3 separate regions of the Mus musculus genome follow, and all the other regions are linked to region 2. Evidence: chromatin contacts called from public ChIA-PET and HiChIP or PLAC-seq data. All regions are on one chromosome and are shown on one strand. The core of a region is the stretch at or near the end of the contact, and the rest is flanking DNA. Distances in the headings are between cores, read along the strand shown.

The links. ChIA-PET counts read pairs in DNA pulled down with a chosen protein or histone mark. HiChIP or PLAC-seq counts read pairs in DNA pulled down with a chosen protein or histone mark.
Region 1: a contact with region 2 is called in an RNA polymerase II ChIA-PET map of effector CD8 T cells, with 72 read pairs. The contact joins the promoter of Cd48 here to the promoter of Alyref2 in region 2. A contact is called at or near these places in 5 of 39 promoter capture datasets (embryonic stem cells, hippocampal neurons, pre-B cells and 1 more), 1 of 15 datasets of contacts at CTCF or cohesin (CD8 T cells), 16 of 484 Hi-C or Micro-C datasets (B cells, CD4 T cells, CD8 T cells and 8 more), 10 of 115 datasets of contacts at active chromatin or transcription factors (CD8 T cells, Th17 cells, bone marrow-derived dendritic cells and 6 more) and 3 of 9 other capture datasets (adipose tissue, liver and macrophages).
Region 3: a contact with region 2 is called in a BATF HiChIP or PLAC-seq map of CD8 T cells, with 8 read pairs. The contact joins the enhancer-like site here to the promoter of Alyref2 in region 2. A contact is called at or near these places in 2 of 39 promoter capture datasets (macrophages and pre-B cells), 1 of 15 datasets of contacts at CTCF or cohesin (CD8 T cells), 6 of 484 Hi-C or Micro-C datasets (LSK cells, bone marrow-derived macrophages, cerebral cortex and 3 more), 6 of 115 datasets of contacts at active chromatin or transcription factors (CD8 T cells, bone marrow-derived dendritic cells, bone marrow-derived macrophages and 1 more) and 2 of 9 other capture datasets (liver and macrophages).

What each region holds. Positions count from the first base shown.
Region 1 is chr1:171,678,818-171,683,248 of GRCm38.p6, reverse strand. It overlaps Cd48 (CD48 antigen), which reads right to left and starts at 1,257. Exons shown (of 4, transcript NM_007649.5): 1 at 1,083-1,257. The coding sequence starts at 1,155.
Region 2 is chr1:171,500,311-171,504,878 of GRCm38.p6, reverse strand. It overlaps Alyref2 (Aly/REF export factor 2), which reads right to left and starts at 1,401. Exons shown (of 1, transcript NM_019484.4): 1 at 129-1,401. The coding sequence starts at 1,222. The coding sequence ends at 566. It overlaps LOC115487699 (a small nuclear RNA gene), which reads left to right and starts at 1,716; the gene lies at 1,716-1,831.
Region 3 is chr1:171,629,607-171,633,915 of GRCm38.p6, reverse strand. Slamf7 (SLAM family member 7) reads left to right here. Exons shown (of 8, transcript NM_144539.5): 8 at 1-1,513. Among named protein-coding and RNA genes, the nearest start is that of Mir7683, 10 kb to the left of the region's middle. Within about 2 kb of position 2,270, at least 83 of the 459 cell types and tissues checked have an H3K27ac peak or open chromatin away from gene starts, as enhancers often do. A contact at or near this core is called in CD8 T cells, bone marrow-derived dendritic cells, bone marrow-derived macrophages and 1 more, where this site is marked.

The DNA.
Region 1 (4,431 bases), core at 8-2,507, 180 kb before region 2:
ATGGACCTGGAGGGCATCATCCTGAGTGAGGTAACTCAATCACAAAGGAACTCACACAATATGTACTCACTGATAAGTGGATATTAGCCCAGAAACTTAGGATACCCAAGATATAAGATACAATTTGCTAAACACATGAAACTCAAGAAGAACGAAGAACAAAGTGTGGACACTTTGCCCCTTCTTAGAATTGGGAACAAAACACCCATGGAAGGAGTTACAGAGACAATGTTTGGAGCTGTGACGAAAGGATGGACCATCTAGAGACTGCCATATCCCGGGATCCATCCCATAATCAGCTTCCAAATGCTGACACCATTGCACACACTAGCAAGATTTTGCTGAAAGGACCCAGATAGAGCTGTCTCTTGTGAGTCTATGCCGGGGCCTAGCAAACACAGAAGTGGATACTCACAGTCAGCTATTGGATGGATCATAGGACCCCCAATGGAGGAGCTAGAGAAAGTACCCAAGGAGCTAAAGGCATCTGCAACCCTATAGGTGGAACAACATTATGAACTAACCAGTACCCCTGAGCTCTTGACTCTAGCTGCATATGTATCAAAAGATGGCCTAGTCGGCCATCACTGGAAAGAGAGGCCCATTGGACTTGCAAACTTTATATGCCCCAGTACAGGGGAACACCAGGGCCAAAAAAATGGGAATGGGTGGGTAGGGAAGTGGGGGGGAGGGTATGGGGGACTTTTGGGATAGCATTGGAAATGTATTTGAGGAAAATACGTAATAAAAAATATATTAAAAAAAAACGGAGCTCCTTTTAGCAGAGAGCTTCCTCTTACTAAAAATTCCTTCACAGAGCACCAGGCATGAGGTATATGTAGTACAAGGGTCCTACTTCCCCACCTCCCCAGGTCCCGTTTCTCTTGTCCTCCTGGGAAAAGAGATGGGGCCTCGTTTTCCAGAGCTGAGGAACACGTCCCAGCCTTCCCCCCAGTCCCGCTGCGAGCATGGTAGCACCCAGCCCAGGAGCATGCTCATTTCCAGGGTTGAGCTACATCCCACCTCCCCTTTCCCAGCTGGCCATGCCTTCAGTGCACAGCCGGACACTTGGAGGAAGCTACCTTGAAATCCAGTTCCCAAGGGCAGCAGTAGCAGTTCCAGGACCAGACACCATCCCTGTTTTATGAAGCACATAATACTTAGAGAAGCTTCCCCAGAACACTGGAGACAACTGTAAGAGAAGTCAGGGCGCCTGCCCTTCAATCAGGAAGCAAAACCCAAAACCGGAAGTCGTATGAGGTTTTTCTGTTTTTTCTCTATTTCACGAATTACCATACACAACAGGAAAGCAGACCACTACCATCACACCACATGGAATGAGATTTCAAATTCTCCTACCCACTAGAGATCAACAAGAAAAATAGCTTGGCTTAAAAGAATGGATTTTTCAGCAGTGCACTTTGAGCACTGAGGCCGAATCTGCTGTTGCCTGTGGGGAGTAAGGAGAGGCTGTGACTGGGCAGAGACCACCAGCGTCGCAGAGGGGAGTTGACTATCTCCAGCCACCTCCAGCAACGCCCATCTGTCCGTTCACATGGCCCTCTGCCCTGTTCCGCATGCAGCCTGCTTCTACAGGAGGAGACACCAAGTCAACTCACTACCTGACATTGGGAATCATGTCTTATGCTCCTGATCACACGAGAGGTCTATGAGATAGCTACAGCAGGTATCAATTCTTGTACCTTATTGAAACTCAGAGTCAGGTTTGCCTAAGTCATGTGTCAGTTATGGTGAACTTTCCCATTTATTCTCCACATGCAGAAAGATGTTAAGATTATGAGTCTCACCAGAATCTTCTAGAAATCAGGTCTGGCCAGCCTCCGGCCCTTTTCTTATGCCTTTCTGCACTGTGCCTGCTGTTTTCTCTGCCCAGCATGGCAGACAGCAAAGCTTTGAACTAGAAGAGAAGATACGGCAGGAGCAAATGAGCAAGGTTTTATGGTGGATTTAGGCAGAGACAGTTTTAGATTACACATTAAAAAGGAACTGAGAAGAGGAGGTAGGGCAAAATGAGAGGACCAGCAGGATGCGGAAATAGGCGTGGTCCAGCCCCATAGTATCTCAAAAACCAACTCCCCACCCATCTTAGCAGAGTCTTCCTAGAAGCAGGAGAAAGAGGACAGGGTTGCAAAAATACGCAAAGAGCAGGTGTGGAGAACCAGCTGCAGCACTTCCAAACATACAGCACGGTGCTCAGGCTGTAGACGTGTCTTGGTAGTTAACAACACTTGTTCTTGGAGGTCACCCAGGTTTGATTGATTCCCAGTATCTATATGGAGGCTCAGAACCATGTGTAACTGTAGTTCCAGGGGATCTGCCACCCTCTTCTTACCTCTTCTCACGGAGAGTAGGAATGCACATGACATACATATGTACATGCATACAAAACAGCCATACACATAAAAATAAATAAACCTAAAAAAAAAATACAGTTCTCAACATGGGCGTGGTGGTGGTGCACCCCTTTCATGCCAGCACTTGAGGCAGAGGCAGAAAGGCAAAGGCAGAGATGGTCTCTGATCCAATGTGTCTCACACCCTAGAGTTGATTCTCAAGTTCCCTGAGAAGATCTGTCGTTTTTTGGCTAGCCTAAGAATCTAAGGCAGAATGGAAGAGCATAGCTAATGAAGGTTTGAAATCGTCCCCTTTCTCCTATGTATGGTTTGCAAGAGATCCCAATGGAGGTAGACAATGAAGTAGGAGGCTAATGAACTAATAGGTTACTTGGCATTTGTTGTCATTTGGCCCACTCGTTCCATCAGCACATGCCAGGTCCATCATGTGTACATATTCTACCGTCCACGAGGAATCCAAGACTAGAAGTCTGGACAGAGTTCTAACTGAGTCCTGCCTGGGCTGCAATCATTTTTTTTCTCTCTTGCCTCCTTGCTTTGCTCTCTGCCTGGAGTGCCTTTGTCCTCTTCGCTACTCCTCAACTAGATACCCTCGCGGTTTGCCCCCTCTAGAGATTCAGAGTCACCTCCCCTGCATCTCTTTCTTCTGGCTTCCTTGAACTCTCGTTCACATCACTTCATAGAAAGCTCAGCTCTCAAGGAAGCAGTACAAGCTCCATCCTGGCATTGTGAAAAGATTTTTAATTAAAATGATTATGTGGCTGTGGTGGCTTGAATACAAATGACCCACACAGACTCGGGTGTGAGAATTTTTGGCCTATAAGGCTTGGCACTATTAGAAGGAGTGGCCTTGCTGGCTGCCTGGTGGGGAAAACGCTGCGCCAGCATAGAACCGGCGGAAGGGAGCAGAGCCAGTCAGCGGAACCCTCCTCACACGGCACGATGGGCTCGCTGAGCCCCCTCCATCCTCAGGGTGCGAAGCCCTGGCCTAGACCCCGCGGAGATGTCCAGTTGCGGCGCTTGTACCTGCAGCGCTGTGGCCGCCCGGCTTCTCACCACCTCGCTCACCTCCGCGCAGAGAGGTATTTCGTGTGGGCGCATTCATGTGCCAATGTTAGGAAGCCTGGGGACCTTGGACGCTCAGGTTCTGCGCAGAGCTTCTCTTAGGACCTTTTCAGAAACACCAGCATACTTTGCCTCAAAAGACGGTGCAAACAAGGATGGCTCCTGTGGTGGTTCCTTTGCACAGCCTAGATGAGAAGACACTTGTACAAATACTGACCGAGCCACGGAATGCTGTTATCCCTCAGCATCAGGCCTTGTTCAGCATGGATAAGTGTGAGCTGAATGTTACTGAGAGTGCTCTGAAAGCCATAGCGAGAATGGCCCTGGAAAGAAAAACAGGTGCACGAGGTCTTCGGTCTATAATGGAAAAGCTGTTACTAGAACCAATGTTCGAAGTTCCTAATTCTGACATTGTGTGTGTGGAAGTTGACAAAGAAGTAGTAGAAGGCAAAAAGGAGCCAGGATACATTCGGTAAAGCATGTTCTCAGGCCAGAATAGCGCCAGAGTTAGGGTCCCTACTGCTTGAGTTTATTGGGCTGTCATTGAAATTCGGTTTTGTAAGGAAAGAAATAATCTCCTGAGTTTTCTACAAGATAAAAGTAATATGGTTTTAGAAAAAAAAAAGAAGGAGTGGCCTTATTGGAGTAGGTGTGGCCTTGTTGGAGGAAGTGTGTCACTGTGGAAGCAGGCTTTGAGGTCTCATCCTCTCAAACTATGCCCAGTGTGTACACAGTCTCCTTCTGCTGCCTGTGGATCAAGACGTAGAACTCTCAGCTTCTTCGCCAGCACCATGCCTGCTTGTGTGCTGCCTTGCTTCATCCCATGACAATAATGGACTGAACCTCTGAAACTGTAATCCAGTCCTGATTAAATGTTTCCTTTATAAGAGTTATAGTTGTCATGGTGTATCTTCACAGCAATAGAAACCCTAACTATGACAATAACTATTATAGAAAAGTTATCCCCCACAGATGAAAAATACGAATTTAA
Region 2 (4,568 bases), core at 152-2,651:
CTGAGAGGTCAGGTAGGTACCACCCCTACCAGACAGAAAAGACTTTCCATGTAATTAAACCCACCGCCTTCCTTGCTCATGGTGAGTAGGCATTCTGCCACTGAGCTGCATCAAAGGCAAGGTTTTTTCAATTCTTGTTTTATTCTTACATGATGGAGCTGAGAATGAAACCCACTTCTTCATGCATGCTAGTCAGTCATGTGTTCTGTCCATAAAAGTCATATTGTAATTTGTAATTTTTCTTTTTCTTTTTTAATTTTTCCAGTTCTACACACATTTCTATTTTATTATGACAAAGGTGAAAATGCCACCTTCTCCACAACAGCACCCAGGAAAACTTATCCCAAAAAATAACTCAGTACAAAACAGGTCTGTTTCAGAATTTAAAAAAAAAAAAAAAAAAAAACTTTACATGAGTTTTTAGATCCTATTTTAAAACAGGAAGTAAAAAGAAACAAAAAACCAAATTCACCATTGTCTGCACAGTCCAGTTGCCTACCCTCCCTCTAAGGCATCACAGACGAGGCGTCTGGGTCCCGGTTCTTGTGCGGATTTGTTCGGTTGTTTAGCTGGTGTCCCTCCTTGCATTGTAAGCATCCAGCTGTGCGTCCAACTCCTCTGCAGAAAGCTGCTGCTGCTTTGAGTTCCTGCCAGTGCCTCTACCCCTTCCCTGGCTGCCGCGGCCACCAAAGCCTCCAGAGCCACGGCTCCTTGTCATGCCGCCTCTGTTTCCGCTTTGTGCAGGTCTTCGCTGTGGATCGATCTGTGACGTGACAAGCTGGATGTCCATAGGGCGGCCATCCAAAGGGACGCCCTTGTACTGCTTCATAGCCTTCAGGGCATCTGCCCTCCGTTCAAAGTGTACATCCGCCGTCCCTAAACTTCGTCCAGAGCGATCGTAGTCCACAGCGGCTTTTTTCAACGTTCCAAATTCAGCAAAGAGTTCCTGAATGTCAGCATCTGACACCCCGAAGTCCAGGTTTGACACGAGCAGCTTGGCACCGGTCTCCACGCCTTCCCCACCCCCGCAGCCGCTGTCGAATAGGTCGTGCTGCCACTTGTCCGGAAGTGGTTTCGGTCTACTGTACGGTGCCGGCCGGTTCCTGCCGCCGCGGGCGATGGCGGGCCGGTTCCTCCTAGGCCCGCCGCCTCGATTCACCCGGCGCTGGTTACGGTTCAGCTTAATGATGTCGTCCAAAGACATGTCCATCTTGTCGGCCATGGCGGGCGCGGATCCGGGCCTGACTGGCCCGGCCCTCGCGGTGCAGACCAGAAAGTACTCAAATTCAATGATTCCCCCGCCTTGACTCCGCCTCTCCGACCGGTGCTGGAATCACAAGCGCACCAAAATCACACTTGGAAATTGGAAGTCTGTGCGCTTGTGAATCTGGCTTTCGCTCTGACCCCTGGTGGCCGCCCAGCGCCTAGAGACATCTGGGACAAATTCGAGGCACTTCCGGAAACCGAGCGGGCCACGCGGCTTCTCCGCGATATTTGCATACCCACAATGCAGTGCACACAGATGGTTGTATAATTTAAAAGGGTAGCGTGTTGTTTTCGTTGTTCTGTTTTATTCCTTTTATTCCTTAATGTGATAGAACCTTCAAAGATTTATCTGATATAATAAAGTAGTCAGTGTCTTTAGGAGTAAATAGTCACCATTAGTTGTCTAGGAAATACAGTCGGCCGAGAACTGTACACTAGGACAGCTGGGTATACTCTGGTTTCTCTTCAGATCGTATAAATCTTTCGCCTTTTACTAAAGATTTCCGTGGAGAGGAACAATTCTGAGTCTTACACTAATTTTTTGAGGCCTTGCTTTAGCAAGGCTATTAATAATGTTTAAAGTTAGAATTAACAGTCTTTATTGTGTGCTCTATGTATTTTTTTGTCTTCAGTGTTAACCAAAGTTAGAATTAACAGTCTTTATTGTGTGCTCTATGTATTTTCTTGTCTTCAGTGTTAACCACTGTAAGGTAAAAATGGCTTGAGCTTAGGCTAAAGAGACAGCTCATTGGTTAAAAGGGCTCAGTCGCATGGCGTTGTGTCTCATAACCGATAAAGTAAATAAGCCTTTAAAAGCAAATACTAAGTTTTTGTGGGAAGTCTGTAGACATGTTATTTATTAAGCTGTTTTTTATCTAGCTGCGTTATGTTGTGGTCTCAGTGAACATATGTATAAACCATTATTTTTAATATTTTATTTAAGTGCAAGGTGGTTATGGACTTAAGGCACGTACAATTTTCTAGCAAGATGGCTAACCCAGCTCTGTAGCTGAGGAAGAACTAGCGCCCCCTTCTGACTTCCATCAGTGCCAAGCAACGCTCAGATACGCAGGCAAAATATTCATACAAATAAAGGCAGATACATTCTAAAAAATAAATGCAGCCACTCGAGCAGAAGGGACAGGTTACCCTCAGAGCTGTGGGAGGGGCTAGACTATGATGCAATTCCCCATCTCCCCCCAGTCCCTCCCCCCCCAAAAAAATGAAAACTACTCTCCCACCCAAGACCTTTCCCTTAAGGACAGAGACTGTCCCTTTGAAATACCTCAGTCTCCTTATAGCTAAAATACCTCAGTAATAAGAACAGGTAACAAGGGGGCTGGAGAGATGGCTCAGTGGTTAAGAGCACCGACTGCTCTTCCGAAGGTCCGAAGTTCAAATCAGCAACCACATGGTGGCTCACAACCATCCGTAATGAGATCTGACTCCCTCTTCTGGTGTGTCTGAAGACAGCTACAGTGTACTTAGATATAATAATAAATAAATCTTAAAAAAAAAAAAAAAGAACAGGTAACAAAGTGGCAGGAACTTCAAACACAGAATGCCCTCGGTCTGCTTGGCAAAGCATCTTTGGCTCTGCCCACCAAAGTACACTGGAAAGGAAGTTGAACTTTCTCTCTTCCTGGAACAGACTTGAAATCATGGAAAGGCTCTTGGATGTCTCCTGGATGGGCTACTGCACTGACCAGTTCATTGCCTGCTTCACGCCTCACTTCTGTTTCTACAAAATTCCCTGGGATAAACGCTCCACAGTGCCCCACCTGGGGCCTACTTCTGCTGGATAGGAGCTCCCACAACTCCCACCTGTAACCCTATAACAAATCTCCCTTCTAACCTCTCGGAAATTCCTTCTCTGCTTTGCAAAACAAAGGACCTGAAAGCCAACGGTTTGGGTGCCTCTAGTGGCCATTGGATAGCCTGACACCTTAACACTCCAAGCTATCCATGACTGAAGCAAGAAAGTTTCCAAAGATACTTTCCCACTTTTCTTTATCATCCTCAGTGTCATCAATAGGTGAGGGCGGGAGTATAGGGAGTTCACGGTCCAGCCTGGGATACCTGCCTAAAGAAAACAATAAAATAAAGAAACAGGATGGACATACCATGGATAGCCGAACATGTCCAGCAGAGAACAAAAGAGTGTTCATAATTGCATCAGTTGCTTTCCTGTTGCTGTGATAACAAAACCAAAGAAAAGTTCATTTTGGCTAGGAACCCAGAGAGAGAATCCATAACAGTAGGGGGAGGCATAGCAACAGGGGGATGGAGCAGAAAGCAGATCACATCTTCACCTTTAAACACAATGCAGAGAGAATAAACCGGAAGCAAGGAAAGGCTATAAACTCTCAGAGCCCACCACCCCCCAATCGACATCCTTCTGCCAACACAGTCAGACCTAAAGGTTCCGTATCAGTCCCCTACCCAGCACCACTAACTAGAGATCAAGTGTTCACTCACCCAAGCTCACCAGGGACATTTCTCCTTCAACCCACCACAATAATGGAATTTGATTCTTCTGTGGATAATTGTAGGCTTGGGTTGACCTCTAAGGGTTGTTTTAAGGTTTACAAATTCATGATAACACATGGAGAACATGTTAGATACATATTTAGTTTTTTAAGTGTTGGCCTCACTGTCTGCTCCTGATCCATGGATAAAATATAATTGAAGGAAAACCAAAGCAAGACTTCTTGCTTGGGAGAAGAGTGGTCAGATGTAAGGAACACTGTAGGTCAGAGAACACCACCGCTAACCCAAGGTCCATTCTATACATTTTAGGTAGGATTTCTGTTGCTATGATAAAACGCCATTAGTCAGGATTCTCTAGAGACGCAGGAATCACAGGATGTCTCTATATATTAAGGGAATTTGTTGTGATAACAACGGGCAGCTGTGAATGGGAAGTCCAAGCATCTAGTAGTTGCCACGAGGCTAGTTATTTAAGCTGGTCTTCTGTAGAAGTAGGTTTCAACAGACGTACTGGCAAGAGCAAGCAGTTGAAGAAGAGTGAATCTTCCCTCTTCCAATGTCCTTATGTAGGCCTCCAGTAGAAGGTGTGGCCCAAATTAAAGGTGTGTATACTACCGCGCCTGGATCTAGACCTTGCTTTGTCCCAGACTGACCTTGAACTCAGAGATCTGCTTGCCTCCTGAGATCAAAGGTGTGTACTACCTGGCCTATGCCTCAAGATCTCCATCCATGTCAAGATCCAGGTCAGTAACCTGAGTCTTCCAGCCTCACGATCTGGATCACAGGTGAGCTCTCCATTTCTGAGCTGCAGT
Region 3 (4,309 bases), core at 1,021-3,520, 130 kb before region 2:
AAGAGAAAGGGGACACTGAGAGCTAAACCCTGTCTTTCAAAAACCCTATTCAAAAAAGCTTTCATTTAAAAGAAAGAATGCCTGAACACAGAGTGTCCCACATCGCACATCAGACTGTGGAAGTGTTTCTCTGGGTTCTCACGGTTCTCAGAGGCTGCTGGAGCCCTGACCCAAGCAGGTATGGCTCCATCCTGGAGTGACAGCAGAACTCAGCAATGTCCACACGTGCAGAATGTAAACTCTGGGGAGCCACTGAAGCTTGCACTAAGGTTCCAGGGGAGGAAAACCAGGCAACGTGTATCGAGGTTGGGCTTTCTGAATGGACCTGCCTTGTAAGCCTGCATAAAACTATGAAGGCAAAGCCTAACTTGCAGTTTAGACTCCAGGATGCTGGAGCTGCCTAAAACATAAAGGATGCTGGAGCTGCCCAGAACATAAAGCATCTACTAAGAAAATTTTCAGGCACTGAAAACACCCGAGAAAGAGGCCACGTGTGGTTTTGGTTGGAAGGTCATGGAAACAGGCCTCCTCAAACCCATTGGAACATACATGATGATACCATGTACCCAAGATGCCAGATACGGAGCTTCAAGGCTTATACCTCTCTGCTGAGTTTTCTCCTATCTTTGGCTCTTTCTTTGCCACGCCCCATCCCTCCCTTTTGGAATGTGAATGTTTCCTCTGCCATTGTGCATTGAAAGTATGTGAGTTTTCTATTTTTTAAGAGCTCACAACTAGGACTTTGCCTTACATCTCATAAAAGACATTGGACATTGAACTGTTATGGCTAGGGACTCTTGAAGTTAGATGGAATGTGTTTTGCATTGTGTGATGACCGTAGGCATATTGAGCCAAGACCTGTGAGCCAAGACGGGAGTGTTATGGATTGAGTCGAAAAGATTCAAGGTTGCGGGCTTGTGTGGTTCAACACTTGGTGTTATTTAAGGGTGCTGTAGACCCTATAGAAGATAGAGTCTGTCTGCAGACGGTGAGTCTCCAGGAGGCAGGCCTAGAAAGTGACAGTCACTCCTGGCTCTGGGCAAGCCTTCTGCTCCACCTCAGGCAGAATCCTGTCCACCATGTTATGAAGAAGCAGACATTGCAAACTCCCTCCAACACAGGCCAAGCCCCTAAAGCCGCCATGCCTCTGATGACAATGGATTATAACCTCTAGAACTCAAAATCGAAAGCAGGCCCTTCCCCTGTAAGTTGCTCCTGCCAGGATTTTGGCAGTGTGGTAGCTGATACCACTTCCTTCCAGAATAAGCTATTCTCAGCCTCTTTGGACTCTGAGGTTCATCGTCCAATTGCTGAGAACTCTCCTCAAACCCAGAATCTGTATTCCTTTCTGCCAGTGTGACTGAATCTGTCAGTTAGCCCAGAGAAAATGACTGGGAGATGCCTGAAATTGCTCCAAATAAGTCTATTAATTTATTAATGGAACCAGCAGCTATGAGCCAGGTGCTGTGTTACACTTTCATGGATTGTTGCAATACACTCACTCTTGCTTGATATCTCATGAACCACTTTATAGGGCGCCACAGAAATACTAACTACGGAGTCCCAGAAGGGTATGTAGGTACCAATGGCCAAAATGCACAAGGACAGAAAATCCAAACATACACCTATGTTTGTCTGGTACCATTTGAGGTCCTTTAAAGCAGATGATGGAGGACAAGGACCCCTCATCTGGACTTCAACTATACCTACATGCTCCAAGGGAACCGTGTACGCCCTGAGCCTACAGAGGAGTCCATCTTTAAAAATAGAGAAATAGCCTGCATACAAATTTTTGATCTAGTCTAAGACCTAGCATCACAGATAGAGTCTGGGGTTTGATGGCTTGAAAACCTTTACAGTTGTGTTTGTTTGTTTGTTTGTTTGTTCCCAATGAGTCTTTATTGAGAACCTCTACTAGGTTAGTCTTCTAGGTAAAACAGACATATATCCTCCCCCAAAAAATCTTATTTTCTTTTTCTAGTGTCATGGAAGAGACATGGGAACAGGTAGAGTAAGGGTGTGTGTGTGTGTGTGTGTGTGTGTGTGTGTGTGTGTGTGTGTGTGTGTGTGTGTATTTGATGTGCTCCCAGAACAAGAACTACATGTCTTCATGAGAATGCTGAAAGGGAACTAAGGTTCCAGGGTTGAGGGATATGAAATCAAGGAGACAAATCTATGTTTAAAAGAGAAGAAGCCAAGATGCTGTCTTGAGCTGATGGGAGGGGAAGTGAAAGCTAAAAATAGGATGTATTCCCCAACACGTGGCAACTCTGTCATAACCACAAAGAGCTGAGCTAGGCTTTGCCCAGAGCTGCCTAGGCATCTGTCCAAGGCACAGTTGTGAATGCTACTAAGCACTGTGTGCTAATTACTGTGTTTATTACTTTACTTTTATGAATAAATAAAATATTATTTAAATAAAATCAGTACGTATTAAGGAAGGGTTCCCTGAAATTCTCTCAAAGGTGAGAGGTAAGGCGCAGAGCAGCATCTGAAGAGAACTATTTACAGTATGGCCGGAAGAAGCCAGGGCTTCACATTGGTCCAGGTGGTTGTGAGTTTTATCTGTAGTTTAGTCTGTAGTTTTATCTCCATGACCCACGTCCTCTGTATTGATCATTTTAAAGGCACTGCAGAATTCGCATACAGAAAACATGTGTTGTGTTGCTATTTGCAGTAGACACACTCTGGAGACTGCCTAAAAGTGAGGTGGGAAATGAGGGTTACGTGAGCGCAGGCTTTAAGAGCACAGGCTTTAAGAATGCAGGGCAGAGTGCCAGAGAGGCAGCTCAGCAGTTAAAAGGACTGGCTGGTTTTCCAAAGGACTCAGGCTTAATCCCCAGCACTGAGGAGGTGGCTCACAACCATCTGTAACTCCAGTTCCAGGGCATCTGGTGCCCTCCTTTGGTTTCCATGGGCACCAGGCATGTACACGGTACATACATATACATACCAATAAAATGTCTATACACATAAAATAATGTAATTAAGCTAAATTTTTTAAACACAGGTTCTATAGTCAGGTGTGGGGGATCTATGCCTATAATCCCAGCACTGAAAGGCGAGCCACAAATTTGAGGTCAGCATGGACTGTATAGGAAGACGCTGTCAATATTATTATTATTATTATTATTATTAATTGTTGGTTTTATGCATTTACTTTTTGTGAAAATTAAAATTAATTTATGGTAGAACTTGCTTATAATCTTAGCCAGAAGGACCATCTAGGTCCATCTAGAATTATTTGAGGTCCATCTAGACTATATAAGACCTTATCTTTAAAAAAAAAAAAAGCCAGGTGGTGGTGGCACACACCTTTAATCCCAGCACTTGGGAGGCAGAGGCAGGCAGATTTCTGAGTTCAAGTCTGGTCTACAGAGTGAGTTCCAGGACAGCCAGAACTACACAGAGAAACCCTGTCTAAAAAAAAAGAAAGAAAGAAAGGAAGGAAGAAAGAAGAGAGGGAGGGAGGGAGGGAGGGAGGGAGGGAGGGAAGGACACGTCATACATTTGTGTAAAGCTAGAAAATGTCATGGCATCACAAGTGGAAAAGGTAACACGCAGAACTGAATGCGCTCCATGAGTACCACTGCACTGAAAGACATGCCTTGCAAGAAACCCAAGCAGCCCAAGCACGGTGTGAACTGAGTGTCGTCGTGTGTGGCTGTAATGGCTGCACTCCACAGGTGTTGGCAAAAAGGTCAGAAACTCAAGACTCCTGTGTTAACAAGCCGAGGGGGGGGGAGTGGGCTGGTGAGATAGATGAGACACTGTTCCTAAATAAATAAAAAGGAGAGGAAGAGGGAGAGAAGCCAATTCTCTTCTCTGCCCTTCAGTTAATATGAAGTATATTTAAAATAAATCTATGTGTATGAAACAAATGAAAGAAAATACATCAAAACTATTAAGACTGGTTGCTGGAGAGAGTACAAGTTTGTCTCTTACGTGTGTGTACGTGTGTGTACGTGTGTGTGTGTGTGTGTATGTGTGTGTGTGTGTTCATTTTCCAAATGCTTTTCAATTTAAGAAAATGTTCACTGTATAGCAGAATGGAAGACATTTTAAATAGATTTGTGGTGAGAGCAAAAGAGCTGGCGTCTGCTAAGAGGAGGTGAAGGGGAAATCTGAAACCCACCTACTAAAACTGTGGTTTCGGAAGGTGGAAAATGCCCCTCTATGGGAGAATAGAGGAAGACCCTCCCACAGTGATCACAGGAAAAGATTAATTTCTGTCAGAGCCTGTGGCTTGAATCTGTGGTGGGTTATGGGCAGACAAAGAGAGCCTGGGCTTTGACTCCAACACTTGCCG